2 separate regions of the Mus musculus genome follow, and region 1 is linked to region 2. A link is a contact called in public HiChIP or PLAC-seq data. All regions are on one chromosome and are shown on one strand. The core of a region is the stretch at or near the end of the contact, and the rest is flanking DNA. Distances in the headings are between cores, read along the strand shown. Region 1 holds the start of Basp1 (brain abundant, membrane attached signal protein 1). Region 2 has its middle 48 kb from the start of Gm35996.

Region 1 (2,700 bases), core at 134-2,633, 190 kb before region 2:
TGGCATTCGTCTCCCTAAATGTAGTTGTGTTTCGTTATTCCGGACGTGGAGGGCAAGCTCATCCCAAATCTGTGCTTCACTCATGAGGGGAGATCCAACCAAGAAGGCAACATACATTTCCATTCCCCCCCCCCTCCGCTATTCTTTCAGGACGAAGCAGAACAAGCAAGCCACCCTGATAAAGCCAGAGGGCGCCAAAGTGCCGCGAACGGAACTTCCAGGGCTCAATGGGTTTGCGGGATGGTAAAATTGGCTTTTGTCTGAAGAAAGAGCTGTGGTTCTAGAAGATGTCACCATGTGTTAGTTTCCAAATTTAAATTTTTATTTTGCATTTTATTTTTGCCAACAGGTAAGCATAGCGAGCATATCTCCTAACCGTGGTGGCTATTGTGTGTCGCGGTGCTACCCAAAGTGCTCGTCGACCAGGACACGAGGACTTGGCGCGGATGGCCACAGCCTGGCTGGGCGCGCTTCTGAGTAGCATCTTAAGCAGCCGAGAGCTGGTGACTTCCATGAAAGCACAGGCACAAAAAGTCGAAGCCCCTTTTCCTAGGGTGCATTTCTTCCTTTCTTTCTCTCCGAAGTCGGGAGAACGTACCCTGAGGCGGTGCCGCCCACCCTTCCAACCCAGACCTGAGCTCTGGGCGGTGGCGCCTTGCAAAGCTGGAGCCTCCTGGTCGGGCCCCGAGGGCGAGCATATGCCGGAGGCGTCCCAGATGCTTGCCTTGGGGGACACCCTAAAACCAGCGGATATCTGTCTTGATGGTTTCAAGGGAGGCATCGCATCTTCCCCAGGCTCACTGCCTACGTGATAGCAGAATCTAAGCCCGTCGTCTGGAGCGGGGCTGGATTGGGGTGCAGAGAAAGCTGGTTGCGGCGGGGGCGTAGTTCATCAGCCCCTTAAGTCTGAGCGAGAGCCTGAGCTACTTATTCAATGCTTTCAAATAAAATGTGTGCGAGACAGAGAGAGGAGAGAAATCCACAGACAGTCCCGCCGGGGGTGGGGGTGGGGGTGGGGTGGGGGGGGAATGGAGGGGCGTGTAAGGAGGGAATAGGAGGAGGGGGGCTGACAGAGACTGTTGGGGAGGCGGGTAAGGGATCTGGATGTGGAGAGCAGTGGGTGGGGGTGACTGTGCGGGTGTGGTGACGGGGGGGGGGCGCTGGATCACGGGGCGTCTCGGGGCGCAGTGGCTGCTGGTGGAGAGAAGTTGGGGGACCCCCTCCTGGGTGGCGGGGCGCGAAAGGAGCGGGAGGGGTGCGGGCCGCGGGCTGGGAGAGGAGGGGCGGGCGCGAGGCGGGCGGGGTCGGCGAGCGGAGGAGCTGGGCGGGCGGACGCGCGGGGGGGAGGGCGCTGGGCAGGAAGGGGAGGGGGAGCGATCGAGAAATGCAGAGGCTGCAGCGGCGGCGGCAGTAGCGGCAGCGGCGACGGCGGTGGCGGCAGCGCTCCAACTCGCTCCACGCTCCGGGCTCCGCCGTCGAGCCGGGAGAGAGAGAGCCTTTGCTGAGCGACCAGCCACCCGGCCGGACGACACCAGCCACCCGGGCCCCTTGGAGGCACCGCGCTCACCCAGGGCCGCCACAGGCACCCAAAGCCGGTAAGGAGGCGCGCCGTGGGTCCCTAAGGCCACCGCGGACTCCGGGCCACCGGTTCCCCAGGGCCCCGCCCCACCCCGAAGCCTAGGGTTCTCCAACGGTGCAGCCGGGGTGCGGCCGGGTGTAGACACAGTGGGCATGGGATTCCTCTATGTGGGTTCTGTCGCATTTGGAAATCCAAGGTGATGCTCTCCCCCAGGTGGACAGCTTCGGCCTTTCGTAGGGTGGGGGACTTGGAGGGGGTGGCGGCGAGGCGGACGAACCGAGTTCGGGAGGGAGGGGGTGGAGGGTGGGGAGCCGCTGGTGACAGCACCGAGACCACTGGCCACGGTTCTGTGGGCTGAACCCAGCCTTCTGTCAGCGGAACCCGCACAGCCACGGAGAAGGCGCTCGGTGTGAGGGGCGCAGTAACAGAAGATGGAGGATGGGGGTGGGGTGGGGTGGGGAGGGAGAAAGAAGACGCGGAATCTGGTCAGATCGGAAGGGGCGGGGGTGGCTTGGCCCTCGGGACTCCTGGATCTTGGTTTAGGGTAACCGAGGAACACGAGGTTCGGAAGGCGGTGTGCACGTCCGGGGCAGATTAAAGCCCCCAGCCTGGTCTGCGGCTGAGCTGTCTTCCCACTAACCTGTGGACGTCGCCAGCATTTTATTTTATTTTTTGAGCCTTGCGCTCAGAGAGCGGGCCGCGCGCCTCCACCGCCGCCCCAGCCTGGGGGAAGGAGGGGTGGCGTGTGGGCTTGAACCTGACAGCCCGCGGCCCGAGCGGGCTCAACCCTTCTGCAAGCCAAGATTTCTGTAGATTTTTTCCCCCGTAGCTCAAACGCTACAACCCAACGTCTGGTTCCCGCTTCCCCACACCATTAAAAGAAAAAAAAAAAAAAAAACCAGAATCCCTGGATCGGATGGCACACAATGCGTGGCTGGGGACCGCATTCTTTTCATGAATATTCATCGAACGCTTGGCCCTGTTCCTAATCTGCTTCCCCCCGAGACGTTTCCGCCTTGGAGCGAACTCGGTGGACGGCCTCTGCCCCAGTGATTTTCACGCTGTTCAAAGGAGCACAGCGCACATGGGTGCGATTTCAGGATTTTGCACGGGAGCTGACA
Region 2 (2,700 bases), core at 92-2,591:
AAAAATTCATAAGCTTACATCTTAGAGAAGGAGAAAGAAAAAAAAAGAAATTAAATTACTCAGACTATATGAGGGCAGTCAATATTACACACAGGGGTAGAGTGGCATGGGATGCCGGTTGTGAAGGGTCCCAGCTTATGAGTTCAAATAAGGTGCTCAGACAAGCTGCACTGAGAAAGGGGTATCTGAGCAGAGGGTTAAGGAAGGAGAAGGGACAGGCCAGGAAACCAGGTGGCAGAGGGATGGAAAATACTACAGCCTCCAGTCAGCAAGCAGCCCCGTGTGGTTCGAACAAGTGAAGAGGGTGTCTTGAAAGGGGAGGGTCCTGAGAAAGGGAGGCTGGGAACTGGAGCTGAGGGCACACAGATGGTAGGCATGCTGGCTGCTCTAAGGTCTTAGGCTCTGTGTGTGGGTTCAAAGCCTTTTGGATGAATTTTAGGGGGAGAACATAAGTATGCCTTCTGATCTATTTGCCTTTTTAAACAGAACATTCTGATAGGTCTTTCAAAAAAAGTGACAAAGCAAACAACGAACTTTGGGGGATGCAGGTGGATGCTAGGAATCATAGTGATAAAACTGTGTCCTGACTATATCTGTTGAGCAGGGACTTACGGTCTCAAGTCCTGTTTCTTGGCTGGGGAGTTCCCACGGATTGATGGATGGTCTTGCTGTAGTTAATGCTTATTTAAAAGGGAACAGTTAGCGCTCATGTCTGAGCCCAGTTCTCATTTCCTGACCTGCCAGGATCCCGGATTTATTTTTCTATTTCTCCAGTGTCAGAGGGTCTTCAGTCTCTGCTCTCATTGGCTCCTCAGTCCCAGCTCTGTGTGCCCTCCTCACGGTATTTTAGCGCAAGCCAAAGAGGAGTGAGGATAATGGCTGTGCTGAGCTCTGAGTGTTGTCTGAGGTTCTAGCGTGCAACTTGCAACCTGTAACCTGTGTTGCCGAATAAAGCAGCTAAAACTGGGTGTTAGAGCTATTCTGAGGTTTTAAAAAGTAGTTTAAAATGGTTTAGCTACCATAGGATTATTTAACACTCATGTTGTGTAGGATGCATGGCCCCATCAGTGGTTTGGGGACAGAGGTATGGTATGCACACATGAACCTGTCCTGTCTTCTTTTCACTTCGCGTTCACTACTTGATTTGAAGTCTGCAAAATGCAGGCTGCATAAAAATAAGCTTTTATGGGCCTTAGGATGATTTGCCACCAAGCTTGCCTGTCCTCTAAAATATGTTTTCACTTTCAAAAAACCCACAAACTATTTACCAAAGAGGCACGGAAATTGAGGTCACTGGGTTCATTTATTTCATAATTTTTAACTTCCTTTCAGAGTCTTGACATCTCCCAGCAAGCTAGAGCAACAAGATTCTGGAAACAGGTTTGACAATGGGCAGGAAGAGACGAGAGGGGGCGTGGGGGCGAAAGTGGCTAGCTTCTGTGTCGCTTTGCTTGTTTTTTGATGTTAAAGACCAGGAGTCAAAGCTGAAGCCGAGGACAGAAGATACAAAGAAAGCCCCCCTTCCTGCCGAAGTTTTTATGAACAGTTAAATAGTAGCTGTGGAGGAAACTCTACTTTGTGGGATGCTGTTATTTAAGATATGAGGAAAGAACTGAACTAGAACCATAGACTGGGCACTTGTGAAAGGGAAATTCCTTAGTAGTGTGGAAAATAATTCTCTGAAATATTAACTGGAGTCCATGTCTTCCAAGACATTTTAAGGGTGACTTGGAATAATTCCCTTTGAGATAAGTCAAGGGTAAATAGGAGATACCTTCAAAACAATTAGAAAAGAGAGAAAATGATCAAAAGCACAGGGGACGGAGTCATAGTTTAGATTAAAATCAAAGGACGGAGAAGCAGGAAAAGGCATCCAGTTTGGAAAATTAATGGCTCAGCTGTTTAAAGTGAAGCTGGGCAGAATACATCATTGCTTGAAAAGTTAGGGATGTTGGAGCTATAAACAGATAATTCTGTTGTATAGGTTTACGTACGTCAAAAAAGCACCTTCACCTGGCTGAGACTCCTCATCCTCCTCCAAAAATTCTTTTTTTCTTTCTTTAAGGAGGTAGGGAATTAGCTGTGCTTGTTATTAATGGAGGCTTATCTTGGAAGATCCTATGTCACACAGGAAATGGTTATAGAATCAACAGAAACTCTTGGGGGTGGGGGTGGGGACCTTAGAATTAGGTGTTGAGCACTGCAGCCCAGAGATGCCAGATGTTTTCACAACATCAACAAGGTCTGATTAAATAAAAAATTGGGCTCAGAGACAGGGGAGATTGGGTGACAACTGAGGAGTGGAGTTTGGGGAGAAGAATCGCACTTGTATGCATTTAGTATTTCTGTTATAGACTAGTATTCTAGAAGTGTTGGCTCCAAGCAAATTATGAGTTTCTTTAATCCCTTTGTTTATAATTTTACTTGTCCTGTTTTCTCAAGTAATTGGCAGAAACAAAAACAAAAAACAAACCCAGGGGAAAATGGATGTGCAGGCTGGACTGCTGGATGGGTAGGGACATGCTGAAAGCTATGTCTCTTTTCATAGGTAGGTTTGGTGTCAGAGCGGTGGCTCAGTTGGTGAGAAGGGACTTAGAAGGGAAGGGAGGAGGGGCTGCAAGCTGATGCCCAGAGAGAAAGCTCAGCAGGAAACCAGGGCTGATCCATTGGAATTTACAGCCCTCTGTGGTCAGTCTAGAT

Evidence for each region. HiChIP or PLAC-seq counts read pairs in DNA pulled down with a chosen protein or histone mark.
Region 1: a contact with region 2 is called in an H3K4me3 HiChIP or PLAC-seq map of bone marrow-derived macrophages, with 5 times the contacts expected there. The contact joins the promoter of Basp1 here to the enhancer-like site in region 2. A contact is called at or near these places in 10 of 39 promoter capture datasets (the 3T3-L1 cell line, the HPC-7 cell line, embryonic stem cells and 3 more), 22 of 484 Hi-C or Micro-C datasets (LSK cells, bone marrow-derived macrophages, cerebral cortex and 11 more), 17 of 115 datasets of contacts at active chromatin or transcription factors (astrocytes, bone marrow-derived dendritic cells, bone marrow-derived macrophages and 8 more) and 4 of 9 other capture datasets (adipose tissue, embryonic stem cells, liver and 1 more).

The regions. Positions count from the first base shown.
Region 1 is chr15:25,412,447-25,415,146 of GRCm38.p6, reverse strand. It overlaps Basp1 (brain abundant, membrane attached signal protein 1), which reads left to right and starts at 1,383. Exons shown (of 2, transcript NM_027395.2): 1 at 1,383-1,595. It overlaps Gm48957 (predicted gene, 48957), which reads right to left and starts at 957. Exons shown (of 4, transcript NR_168943.1): 1 at 1-957.
Region 2 is chr15:25,226,337-25,229,036 of GRCm38.p6, reverse strand. No RefSeq gene overlaps it. Among named protein-coding and RNA genes, the nearest start is that of Gm35996, 48 kb to the right of the region's middle. Within about 2 kb of position 1,341, at least 55 of the 459 cell types and tissues checked have an H3K27ac peak or open chromatin away from gene starts, as enhancers often do. A contact at or near this core is called in the HPC-7 cell line, LSK cells, bone marrow-derived macrophages and 3 more, where this site is marked.